3 separate regions of the Lactuca sativa genome follow, and all the other regions are linked to region 2. The links are chromatin contacts, called in public Hi-C maps. All regions are on one chromosome and are shown on one strand. The core of a region is the stretch at or near the end of the contact, and the rest is flanking DNA. Distances in the headings are between cores, read along the strand shown. Region 1 holds the start of LOC111900451 (ATP-dependent (S)-NAD(P)H-hydrate dehydratase). Region 2 holds the start of LOC111900454 (stem-specific protein TSJT1). Region 3 holds the start of LOC111900455 (probable plastid-lipid-associated protein 14, chloroplastic).

What was found. A called contact is a pair of places that touch in the nucleus more often than the background predicts.
Region 1: a Hi-C map of bud shows a contact between it and region 2, with 5 times the contacts expected there. The contact joins the promoter of LOC111900451 here to the promoter of LOC111900454 in region 2. A contact is called at or near these places in 3 of 4 Hi-C or Micro-C datasets (bud and leaf).
Region 3: a Hi-C map of seed shows a contact between it and region 2, with 4 times the contacts expected there. The contact joins the promoter of LOC111900455 here to the promoter of LOC111900454 in region 2. A contact is called at or near these places in 2 of 4 Hi-C or Micro-C datasets (leaf and seed).

The regions. Positions count from the first base shown.
Region 1 is chr5:190,973,785-190,977,967 of Lsat_Salinas_v11, forward strand. LOC111900451 (ATP-dependent (S)-NAD(P)H-hydrate dehydratase) reads left to right here and starts at 2,699. Exons shown (of 12, transcript XM_052764406.1): 1 at 2,699-2,921; 2 at 3,033-3,056.
Region 2 is chr5:191,272,760-191,277,240 of Lsat_Salinas_v11, forward strand. LOC111900454 (stem-specific protein TSJT1) reads right to left here and starts at 2,261. Exons shown (of 5, transcript XM_023896342.3): 1 at 1,976-2,261; 2 at 159-399. The coding sequence starts at 2,178.
Region 3 is chr5:191,715,966-191,719,972 of Lsat_Salinas_v11, forward strand. It overlaps LOC111900455 (probable plastid-lipid-associated protein 14, chloroplastic), which reads right to left and starts at 2,209. Exons shown (of 14, transcript XM_052764408.1): 1 at 1,900-2,209; 2 at 605-901; 3 at 466-509; 4 at 317-395; 5 at 60-182. The coding sequence starts at 1,902.

The DNA of each region.
Region 1 (4,183 bases), core at 1,449-3,948, 300 kb before region 2:
CATATTTTCTGAATACTTGTTGTCTATGCTGGGTGAAAGATTTTTATACATGTTTTAAATGATTTAAACTGTATATGTATTTTATATCTACAAAATGTGTTGGGTAAAACATGGATAGATGAAATAGTTGCTGTGTGATAACACAATGAAAGACATCAATGTTGACAGTGATCTAGTCATCTAGTGGAGTATAGATGTCGACCACGGACTATACTAGACAGTCCAGTGGAACGCTAGCAGGCTCATAACCTGTAGGTGTTTTTGAACTAGGTGCTCATTAAGTATTTTTGAACTGAGTGTGTTCACTAGGTATTTTTGAACTGAGTCTATTCACTATGTATTTTTGAACTGAGTGTGTTCACTAGGTATTTTGAACTGAGTGTGTTCGCTAGGTATTTTGAACTAAGTGTGTTCATCAGTTATTTTTTAACTAAGTGTTTACCAGATGTTTTGGACTACGTGTTCACCAGTTGTAATCTATAAACCTTGGTAACGATGGACTTCGTACATATTCCTTAGGATGATCCTTAGGAATAAATGAACGAGGAATAGCTGATTCTTAGGATAAATCCTTAAGAGTAAAGAAGATAATGGGGATGGGTAATTGGGTTAACTGTTTGATGATTAAACATAATAATTATCTTATTGTGGGTTGAAAACCCTATGTACTCGCTAGGTTTCCCAACCTGACCCACTAAGTTTATTTATATCACAGGTGCTGATATGAAGTCACATTACACTGAGAGATTAAGGAGATATAAATCACTAGTGATAATAAATGTAAGTTCTGTTTATGCTTATGTTTCTATATTGACGATGACATCCCAAATGTTCTAAAATGAATAAAAATAGTTTTCTTCGGAAATGCCTTGATAACGTATTTATCATGCTTTACTGGGAACAAATTCCGCATCATTTTTATTAAAAGAGGTACTCTGATTTTTATAAAGCATAAAAATAATCAGTCTTTTCTGGCCGTGAAAATGGGGATGTCACAAGATTCAAAGGTGTGATACCTACATACCATGATTGAATGAATTCGTCCCCCTAAGGTCCTAAATCCTAATCCAGTGAGCTTTTTCTAGTATTTCAAATTTCTTTATATGCTACGTATTGAACTTCATAATCCCATATTCCCCTAATTCTTATTAGATGTGCTTTTATTGAATGCTTTTTGAGTGATTTATGTCCTTTTGGAGTTCAAGTAGCCAACAACTAAGTAATTTATTCCCTTTCTCGAGTTCCAACAGCCAAGTAGTAAGTTTTTCTATTCCTAACTCTAGTAATCTAATTAGATGCCTTTTAAATGAATGCTTATTGTTAGTTTTCTTCCACATATTGTTTTCTATGACTTGAAATAGTATGGTCTAAACTTTTGTGAAACCTTTCCAAAATTATGAATTTTTTTTAATTTATATCATTAGTATATTAATGTTTCTGATGAAGCAATGTAAGTAAACACACTCCCTATAAATTTATAAGCTTATTGTAGTGTGAAGAAATGGTTGAAGTAAACAAGGCAAGACAATTGGATCATGAATCTCTTTTGAAGAAACAAAAGAGAATAAAGAATGTTCTTTAGCAAAGAAGCACGAGAATGAACTCTCGAGGAAGGAAAATGTTGCTAACAGGAAGCATGAAGTTGATAACCAAAGAAGTAAAATAGTACCCCAAAGAATATGAGGACCAAATATAGTTAATTAGTCATATTTACTGCCTCTTTATACAATGTTCATATTTAATAATCTATGTACATGGATAGCAGATTCAATTTGAACCCATAACCAATGATGTTGTTCATCCTTCGTATTCGTGGGTCGGTGCTTATATTACCAATAAATTAGCAATCTTGAGTACTGTATTTTGTTTTTTTATTATTAACAATCATATAGTAATTAATGTAATTGCTTCAACAAATGTACAAATTGTTTAGGTGATTTTTGCTAACTTTTTACATGTATTGATTTGAGTTTTAGTTAATTGATGAAATTTACAACACTTTTGTTTTATAAAATTTTGTAATATGTGTGTTGTGTGTTGGGTGACACGAACAAATGGACATTATTATTAGACTCGCCCAAGGCAACATGTAGAGGTTTGGGCCCAATTTCGAAAATTAGGCCATATGTTGGGCTTTGGCTCATTGTTTGACTTTGGGCCCTTGGAGTGTGAGTGTGGGCCTTGGGCTTGGATCAAGCTAGGTTGGGGGTAAAGTAGTCTTTTTACCCCAATCATGGACTTATGGTTATGTATTAGAACCCAATTATTAATTGGGTGTTGTTTTGATATTGACAATTTGGGAATTTGTCATCCAACAGCTAGAGTTTTATCAAAGGATGACAAAAAACCCCGAACTTGACGGGAAAACCCGATTCCCGAAGTTTTTGGGTCGGTTTGGGTTACTATTATCGAGTATTGGGTCATTATCGGGTTTTTTGTTCGGGTTCGGGCAGGGAGTGGGATATGCGTGCCCCGACCTGCCCCGCATTAAAATATCTCTCTCTCTCTCTCTCTCTATATATATATATATATATATATATATATATATATATATATATATATATATATATATATATATATATATATATATATATATATATATATATATATATATATATATATATATATATATATATATAATTACATTTAAACCCCCTTAAAGAATTAACCCTAAAAAAAGGGCTAGGGTTCGCTCTATATTTCTATTGATCTACTCCAGCTCCAGCCGACAAGACACTCCCAAAGCCAATGACCCAAATCGAAATTACATTCTCAGTTCTTCAGACTTCAATATTCATACGTTCAAGTCGCATAGAGATTAGAGAGATGAGAATTAGAGACGACACTCCATCGGCGATCTCGTGAACAACTGAACACCGACTTCAACTCCGGCGTACCAATCTTCTGGTCAACGACAACTGGTAACCCCTTATGCTCTTTGTGCTTGTGGTTTAGCCTTGGTTCCTCGTTCAACAACTGAACACATAATTTAACCTTTCGCTCGGTTCCTCATTCCTTTTCCTTTGTGGCAGGCTCGCACCAGCAATTGCAAGCAGGTAAGATTAAGTATTTTTTGTTTATTCCATTGGAAGTACATTTATTGAACATATAGGTTTACCTATTAAAATACACATAAATCTGATTTCGAAGCACATCTGACCTTGTGAGGTGTGAGTTGGGACATGTTCAGACCTTGTGAGTTATGACCTATTAAGTATTATTTTTTTTACTGTTGAATCTAATTTCGAATTTGTTGAATTGATTTTTTAATCTGATTAATGTTAGTAGAGATAGGGAAAAAAAAGGAAAAGAATGTTCTGCATACTGAACCACAAACTATTATGACAATTTGATTTATTGACAATAATTCTAGAAGTATGTTAGATGAATATTGATAAGAAATTCAATCATCTAGATTGATAATAAGTGTGGATAACTGCTCGATCAAATCAAGTTAAGTTACAATGAATAGCACACTAAAAATCAGAACTCAGAAGCTTGGTTTAAAAAAGCGCCTTAATGCGCTAGGCGCCCAAGCGATGACCAAAAGCACATCAAGTAATGAGATGCGATGCGATTCCCTTAGTCGGTCGCATTTTCCCGCTTTTTACCGCATTGCGCTTCGGCACTTAATACCGCTTAGGGTAATTAATAGAAAATGGGCTTTTAATTAAGTTAGACGGGCCAATAGGTTTAATTAAGTTAGACGGGCCAATAGGTTTAATTAAGTTAGAATAGGTTTATATAAATAAAGGAAAGAGATGTAGAATCAATATTGTTAGAGGTGGTAAAAACAATTACACAAACAAAGCAAATCGTATCATCGCTCCAACTCATCTTCTCCAAGTAATCAGAAATCAACTCTGCTAATGTTTTCTACTTCCATTCCATTATACTAATCTACATATTCTATTCTCTTCTCAAGTCTAAAACTCTAAAGTCTGACAGTCTGAAGTATGAAATTTGGTCATTATATTTATACGTTTTCTGTTAAGTTGTTTGCTATTAACGTGTGTTACCTAACTGTTAAGTCATACACATAATTCATAAGTTATTTGTTATCATGCATGATAGTTTAGACGATTTCTAGTATCAGTACTTAGGATTTAATATGATACTACTATGATTTTACGAGATTTTTAAGTATTTATAAGTATTTTCATATCTTTTATATTTTTTTCAA
Region 2 (4,481 bases), core at 1,011-3,510:
AGGTGAAACAAAATTATAACTGTTTTTGAGTATTTTCTCATTGAGATTTTGATTCGAATGATGTCAAATGCAGTAAAAAGCTGTCATGTTCTGATATTCTGACATTCTCTACAGTCTAATAATTACGGTTGAAGTTAGGTAAGGGAAATTTGACTCACGGTGGCGACAAACAGAGTGGAGGTCGATTTGTCGAAGACAACAAATGCGAAATTTCCGATAAGGTGGCCGACCATATGGTTTGCAGGGTAAGGGGCACGATCACGCAGTGCCTTGTAAGCCTCAATGACCAAAACGACCTCGTTAGCAGATTTGGAAAGCCCGTATTGTTGCTTTAAGCTACCCAAGTTATCGAGGGCGCCTTCGAACAAGCAAAATATCTCGTCTTTGACCGCAAAGGATCTAGAATGTTGACCAAGGATTGTGGTGAGTTGAGGGTGATGTAATTAATCATAGTTGAGATGCTAAAAGAATCATATGATTTATTACTAAATAAAGGTGGTGGAAATGATAAGTAAGTTGAGAATTATTTAAAGTAAAGTAGATAGATATTGAATGCTTATCTTATTGACAAGTAAGACTCAATGTTCCAATGGGCCATATTTGGCATATGAATACAAAAATAAAGAAGGATGGGTTTTCTTATAGGATTTGTTCCCTATCTAAGAAAAGTCAATTATTAGCTATGAATTATTATTAGATGCTTCTTGAATTTAGATAAGCTTAAATTGTTTAAAGAAATCACCAAAAAGAGAACTTTTCATGTAATGAGTATATAAAATCAAATACGAATTCGCGTATTCAAAATTTTGGATATGAAAAAAGAAATTTCAACTAAAAATCTAATCTAGAAGTTTTTATTTTGAGATAAGTAATCGTGTATTGGTTTTAAATTATGTAATACAAAATTTCTGAATTATTACACAATAAAATATTATTAAAAAAATCAGAATTTGGATTGGATCGGTTTTTTTTTTTTTTTTTTTTTTTTTTTTTTTTTTTTTTTTTGGATTTAAATACTATTTAAAGACCCATGTCTTCTTATGATACTAAAATTTAGTGTAAGATTCGATCACCCAACAAAAGTTGAAAAAGTCATTCAACAAATTAGAGAAGTTTAATAAGATAAGATGCAACTATATAAATATGCAATGAATTTTCTAATAATCGCGATCTTTGTCCCTTTTTAGGGTGTTCGAATTTAGGCCCAACATGCTGAGATATAGATTTTCTAATAAAATTTCAACTTCAAGTTACGTATTTAAGTATTTCAAGTTCAACATATTTAAAAAAATAAAAAATATTAATGATACCCATTATCTCTCTCATAAATATTGCCCTGTTTTCAGGTACATGGAGGTATAATTTATTTCATACCAAATTCACCAATAATCGTTACACAAAAAACAAGCTATCTCTATACCGAGTCTAAAAATATATGTACATAATCTAAAGACCGATGATCGGAATCTTAAGATCTTATGCTCTTGATTGATTAAATATAAGCATATAAACGATAAGTGGTAAACGATAAACATAATTCTTCTAATTGATCAATTTTGGAGGTTTGGATTTAGAATCAATGTTCATAAAACCTTTCTTAGAATCAATTTTTTTATTTTATTTTTTTATTTTATTATTTTTTTTTTTATTTCTTTTTCTTTTTCAGATTCTCCACATTCAATCAAAATAGATCATATATGAAAAATACCATAGATAAAAAATCGCTGAGAATAAGAATATTCTTCATCTGTCTAGAGACTCGAAACTCAGACTAGAATAACTTGTACTCAGGTACTGAAATCTGTATTCTGCGTGATGATCGATTCGATCATTTCGTTATACTTCACCTATCTTAATCATTAAGTATTTCGAGATAATTAGCAAGATCAGGCGTTACTGTTTCACAATCACCTAGATTCTATCATTCTAACATCAACATAATGATCAGATATCATCGGATTATTTAATTTTGTACCTCGGGTGTGTAATCGACTCGTTGTGGTGAGTATACGCCAATTGAACATCGTCTCCGATCTGCATCGACACAGCCGAGGCGTTGTTTCCGATGAACCGGTTAACGAGCGCCTTGGAAGAGATCTTCGGCGACGGTGTCCTACTTCCGGCAGCCACCAGCTCCTCCGGTGGTGAGACTATTGAACTGCTGAATACGCCCAACATCCTGAACTATATCTCCTCCTTAAATAAAATAAATAATCTCTCTTTCAACAAAGGAAACGGAGAACTGAAAGCATGGGAGAGTGATCAACCGGAGGTGCTGAAATTTATAGAAAGGGGATGAGGATATTATTGTCATTTCAACGCATTTTACTTATTGTTTTTTTCTTTTTCAAATAAATTGAAACGAACGGTATGTGAGCAATGGGACCCATTTGGGCGATGATTTCTGTGCGTAAGATAGCTTGTGTGGCCCACGTGTCCAGGACACTGTATTGGTAGGATGACGGGGAGAGATGGTTATTATATCCTGCGGTAACGTCCACGGAATCCTTTTTGTGGATATTTTGGACATGAAGGTCTCAACATCAATGTTTAAATGTATCTCACAAAAATTTAAATTTAAAGTTAACTAGAAATAAACATTTGATAAGGATTTAAAGTTATATAATTCTATATTAACTTGGTTGTACTTATATACATGGTAGATACCATAATAGGTGTTTTTTTTTTTTTTTGTTAATAAACATTTGAAAATGAGCCTCTCATGGATCTTATATATATAAACAAATTTATGTGATGGTGATGATGAAATTATGATACAAGGTTAGGTCCACAACTCGAGGATTAGACAGTCTTCATTGCAAATCATAGGTTGTAATATCCAAGTTTTTGACTAAAATATAAGTATTTGAAAAAAATATAAATCAAAATATTTATCAAACTAATATTTTTTTTTAAATTTATTTTAAATATCTGTTTTTTCTATTGCAGTTTTTTACTACAATTTTTATTTTCTTTAGTATTAGTTTTTTTTTTCATTATTTTTTACATTTAAAAAAATATATACAATTAACATAAATACTTTGATATTATTTATACAAATTATATAAATCATTTAAAACATCATATTTTAGCGATCTTAACTTAAGACTCTCATTACACATACGAGTTTTTTCTACATCCTTATGAAGCGTATTGATTATAATCACTATTTAATGGATTACTACAAAAATATCTATTTAATATTTTTTTTAATTATTTGAAAATGCAAAAAGTCCATTAAAAAAATTTAATACAAACTAGTAGAAGATCCCCATGCTTCGCACAGGTCAGATTTTTCTTGTGTTTTTGTTTGAGTTTGGAATCACGTATTCCATTATTTTGGAATGTCATTCTTTCCATTTTGTTAATCTTTCATTATATTTTCTTTATGAACAATAGCAATATGAGAGGATGAATAAAATACATTGCTCATGTTGGTATCAAATTGCAAGTAGGTTGCTATTAGTGGTAAAAAATAAAGTTAAAAAAATTTGAATTTGAATAAGTTGTTTAAGAATTTAGAGTCTAATCCTAAGTTGAAAAAGCAATAAATACTTTTACTTTTTGTGCTCCTGAAATGACAAATTTACCCCCTATTTCCCTTGATACCATCCTCACCACCCATCCTGGTTACAGAACTCAGAAACACACTCCTGAACTCGTATCACCAATCCCCAAAATTGGCCATAAAAAATTCAAAACCCTCCTGGTGGGTTGTTGTCCCCTTAATCAAACATATCACCTCTAAACCTAGGACCAAAAGAAAACATAAAAGAATAAAAAAACAAAAATTAAAAAAGAAGATATTATTTTCATGTTGGTAGCTTACCAAATATTGTGTAGCAGATCAAACAATTGTGGAGCCTGAAAACAAACCACATAAATTTTAATTTGAATATCATTATATCCATTGTCTAATATTACTAGTGAGTAAATGATTATATGAAAGCATAATAAAAATAGCAACATACTTAATATCTATTACCTGTAATATCAACACACTTCATGTTTTTATCGTTAATAGAAATATAATCTGACACTTGAAAAATTCTTACAAATTTTGTGTCACATATTACTATTAGAAGCTGCTATTATGGGAAGTGAGAACGTATAATCACATCGCCACATACCATAAAACATCCTATGCTACCTATTCCGGTCAGATGGCTGTGTCCTAGTAGAAATGCGTCCTGTCTCCTCACCAATTCAACCCCATTCCACATAGGATTATGTTTTACTGATTTTGCATCCATATGTCTAAATAATATTCACTTAATATACATACAAATCTTATTTAGTTTCATTTGAACAATTATTTAGTTAAAAAAACAAAAGAAGCAAACCATATATCAGTGACTGCAAACCTACAAATATTTTGGTTACAGCAAGATCTAACCCACATAATGCATCTATGGGCCATTGGCACGTCTATTGAATGCTATATGACCATAATCTTCATGTCTCAATGTGTCATATTAAGG
Region 3 (4,007 bases), core at 959-3,458, 440 kb after region 2:
AATTGAGAAAATGGAAGGAAGCAATTAAATTCATTTAATAAAAAGTTAATAGGACCTACCCCATGAACAAGGGTAAAAGAGCCCTCATCCTCCGTTGTTGTTTCTGGGGAGAAGACGTAACCATGTACTTGCATTGAATATGAATGGTACATCATTTTACGGCGACAAAGCTTCTTTAACACCTACACTCCAAATTCCAAATCCAAACAATGATACATACATACATACATACATACATACATACATGATGATGATGCTGATGATGATGCAATAAATATTATGAATTTGATAATGAACATAACTAGTAAGCAGCCACCTGCATAGCGCGTTTCCCTCTGCGTTGTGCTTGAGCACTAGTGAGTCGCCGAAGCACCACTCTCGTATTATGCAATGGGCTGCATTTTCATACGTTGTGAGTTATGAGTAACTTAAGCTATTGGGGTTGGGGTATTATGTAATAGCTACCTATCAGTGTCATTGATTATCGCTTCAAATACAACCTCATCTCCCTACAATCAATCACCACAAATATCACGTCCAATCCAACAGACAGACATACAGACAGATAGAATGATAGATAGATAGAATTAATATATTTGCATACCCGTCCACCCAAGCCAATGCTAACGCGATCACTGATCTTAAAATCAGAAAATTTAAACTTGATAACATGGCTAAATTCTTCTCCTTCCAAAGAATCCGAATCTTCGAATTCAAGTGGAGATAGGGCCTCTTTCTCTCTCGAAAGTGAACACCTAATTTTGATTTGTGATTTTTGTTTGTAAAATAAATCAAAACTAGTCCACATTCGAGGCAAGCAACTTGGTCTTATCAGTGTTGATGGAAAACTATTAGTGTAGCATTTGCTTGTTTCCATAAGGCCACTTAAATAATGCCCTCCCTGTAAAGTCATTTGATTCTGAAACAAAAGTGATTATTGACTTATACATGTAAAATGACCAAAAAGGACATTCTTACATATTTAGAAATCTAAACTTTAATGATTTTAGTATAGTTTTTTTTTCTATTAAGAGACACGGTATTTTAAAGATGAAAACTTTTTTAGCATTATACTTTCAAAAGAAACCTATCAAGACAATGCAGTTACTAATAATATAACTCTGTCAAACTTTTGGATCTACTCATGTATCTGTATGTATAGTTTCCATAATTCAAAACCACTTTCTTGTATTACATGTAAATTTACATGGCTTAACATGTTAACCACATTTTCTTGTATCTTAAATGGACACGTGGCTTATAAATTGGAAAACAATGTACTTCACTTACAATGATATCTAGTTATGTTGACCATTCCTGATGATTTGTTTGTTACTTTTAAATAAGTCTTACATTTGGTACTAAGAAACGTTTTTTCTTTTGGGACTGTGGTAATATATATCTTTTTCTTTTGGCCCATTCAAATCTAATTAAAAAAACAGATGTACATAATTCTTTTATCTAACTGGATCAGATGTATGGATGATTAGGAGGTTTATCAAGTGATTTTTAAAACAAAAGCCCAAACTATATCAACAAAATCAGATTATAACACCAAACATAAGTGCTTATTGTTAACAACTTAACATGTAACCAGATAATCACCAAACTAAATCAACAAAATCAAATCAGATTATAAGCTTCATTGATTCAAAAAAATTCATGTGCTTAAAATATAAGTGCTTTATTGATTAAAAATAATCATCAGCTTATCACGAGGTGTACAGAACCAGAAAAAGAAAGTGGAATTCCAAACCAGAAATTTTACTCAAATTAGGAACAAGAATTAAGCTCTAGATACAAAATCGAACAAGAAAGTTATATGCTTCATCGATTCCAGAAATCAAACATCATGTATCAATCGAGGAGGTGTAACCGGATAAAGAAAGTCGGACTTACCATATAAAGGGGCAATAGCCGGCGCCAGCGATAGGAAGTCTGGACCGGAGGTGAAGAAGGGTCGCAGCTCTTCTCTCTGATGAACGTTACGAAGGAGCGTGTATGGGGAAGGAGCCTAACAACGTGAACAGGGTATTCCAATTACGGAAAATTGGAACAAGAAGACTTGCCTAATCGAATTCGCATGAACAATTAGTTAGGGATGAAATTCATTTAGGGATTTGTTAGTTAACATGGAGGGGTGATATAGATTAACAGAGAGTGTGATGGTTGCGTGTAATAGATTCTCAACGTGCGTCTTTCTCATGCCTACATCCGTCCGGCCGGTCTATTACTGCTGAACGCGCGTGCCAAGGGACCGACCACATCAGTTTGACGGGGTTAACAGTTTTAGCCATGTTTTAGAGACCATTTTTTTTTTTTTTTTTAAGTTCACTTATCATGTAATTTTATTTGGTTTATGTCCAGCTAATTTTGTTTTTTTACGCATTTAGGTAACGAATTTCATTTAGGTAACGAATTTGATATAAGTGTTTATATATGACAATTATGATCAGATATAACAAGTTATAGATGGTCATAATGATCATGTTTGAACACTTTCAACAAGTTTGTTATTTATATATATACAAAAAACGAAGTTACTAAAATATGAACAAAACAAAAAGATAATTACCCTGATAATTCAATTTGTCTTCTTTTTTATTTAGCTCCTAAATTTAACTTAAATGGTAAATATTTTTAAAATCATACCATTTTGATAAATATCTTTTTTTAAATACACTACTTTGATAATTAAAAATTGCAGATCTGTCACACATCTGGCCGATGGCGGAAACGTTGGGCAGTGCGAACGTGGGGAAATTGAACTGAGACATATATATATAAAACATAACACAAGGTTTATCGCAAACATTTTTTATTTATTATAAATTATTCCGGGGTTATATTACTTTTTAAAAGACAAACACATTTCCTAAACAGAACTAAGACAATAAACAAACAATGCTTAAACTCCAGCAGCTTCTTTGTAGACTTCCTCCTTCTTGACACGACTAGCATCCTCCTCCTTGACACGACTATTCTCTTTCTCACTCATCTTCCTAAGAATATATATATTTTTGAAAACATCAATATAACATAATGTTGGTGAATGCATAAGTTTTTAGAGTTTTCGGCTTTTATTTGGTTATATTAGTTTAAGAATCATTTTTCTTTCAGAAAAACCTTTCCTAAAGTATTCTATCAACCCTAGCTTACTGTCTTTTAGGATTTCTAACGATCATATCTTATTATCTTGTAGGATATCTAACAATACAATCTTATTATCTTATTAGGATATATTTTATAAATCCTAATTTATTATCTTTCTAGGATATCTAACGATCTGTAACGGCCCAAAAATCAGAGTAAAATTTTTCATTTTGAAAACACAATGAACAAGCCCAAAAATTACCAAAGCATTGTTTACAAATCATAATAAGTCAAAACATCAAATCAAGTATCGATAACATAAATTGTGGGATGATGTGTATAATCACGTCTTCGCCTTTCCCCGCTCATCAAAAGTACCTAAAACACTGAAATCCAAATTGTAAGTCAAAGCTTAGTGAGCTTCCTAAAATACCCCACACCACAAACAAATACAAATACAATACAAGCATGCATACAGGGTTTCAACCCAACCATACCGGGTTTGTTGGTTTACATCACAAAGCAGTAAAACATCAACCCAACCGTACAGGGTTTGTTGGCACGTGGCCTCAACCCAACAATCCAGGTTTGTTGGCAGGTAACCTCAACCTAACCTTATTGGGTTTGTTGACATCCAGTCTTAACCCAACCATACCGGGTTTGTTGGCACGTGGCCTCAACCCAACCACACATATGTCGATATATACACAAATAAATAACACATAAAACTATCATAGCAGCCCTACAACTTAGGATACATAAACTCAATAAATGGGTCGACTTGGTGCCTTAGACCCATTGGCATAGTGGGAGAACGCACCTTACAAACCGAACACAAGCTGAAATAAGTCTCGACCCCAAATATCGGCTCTACCAGTCACCTATTATTCAATTGATAGTACAAGCTTAATTAA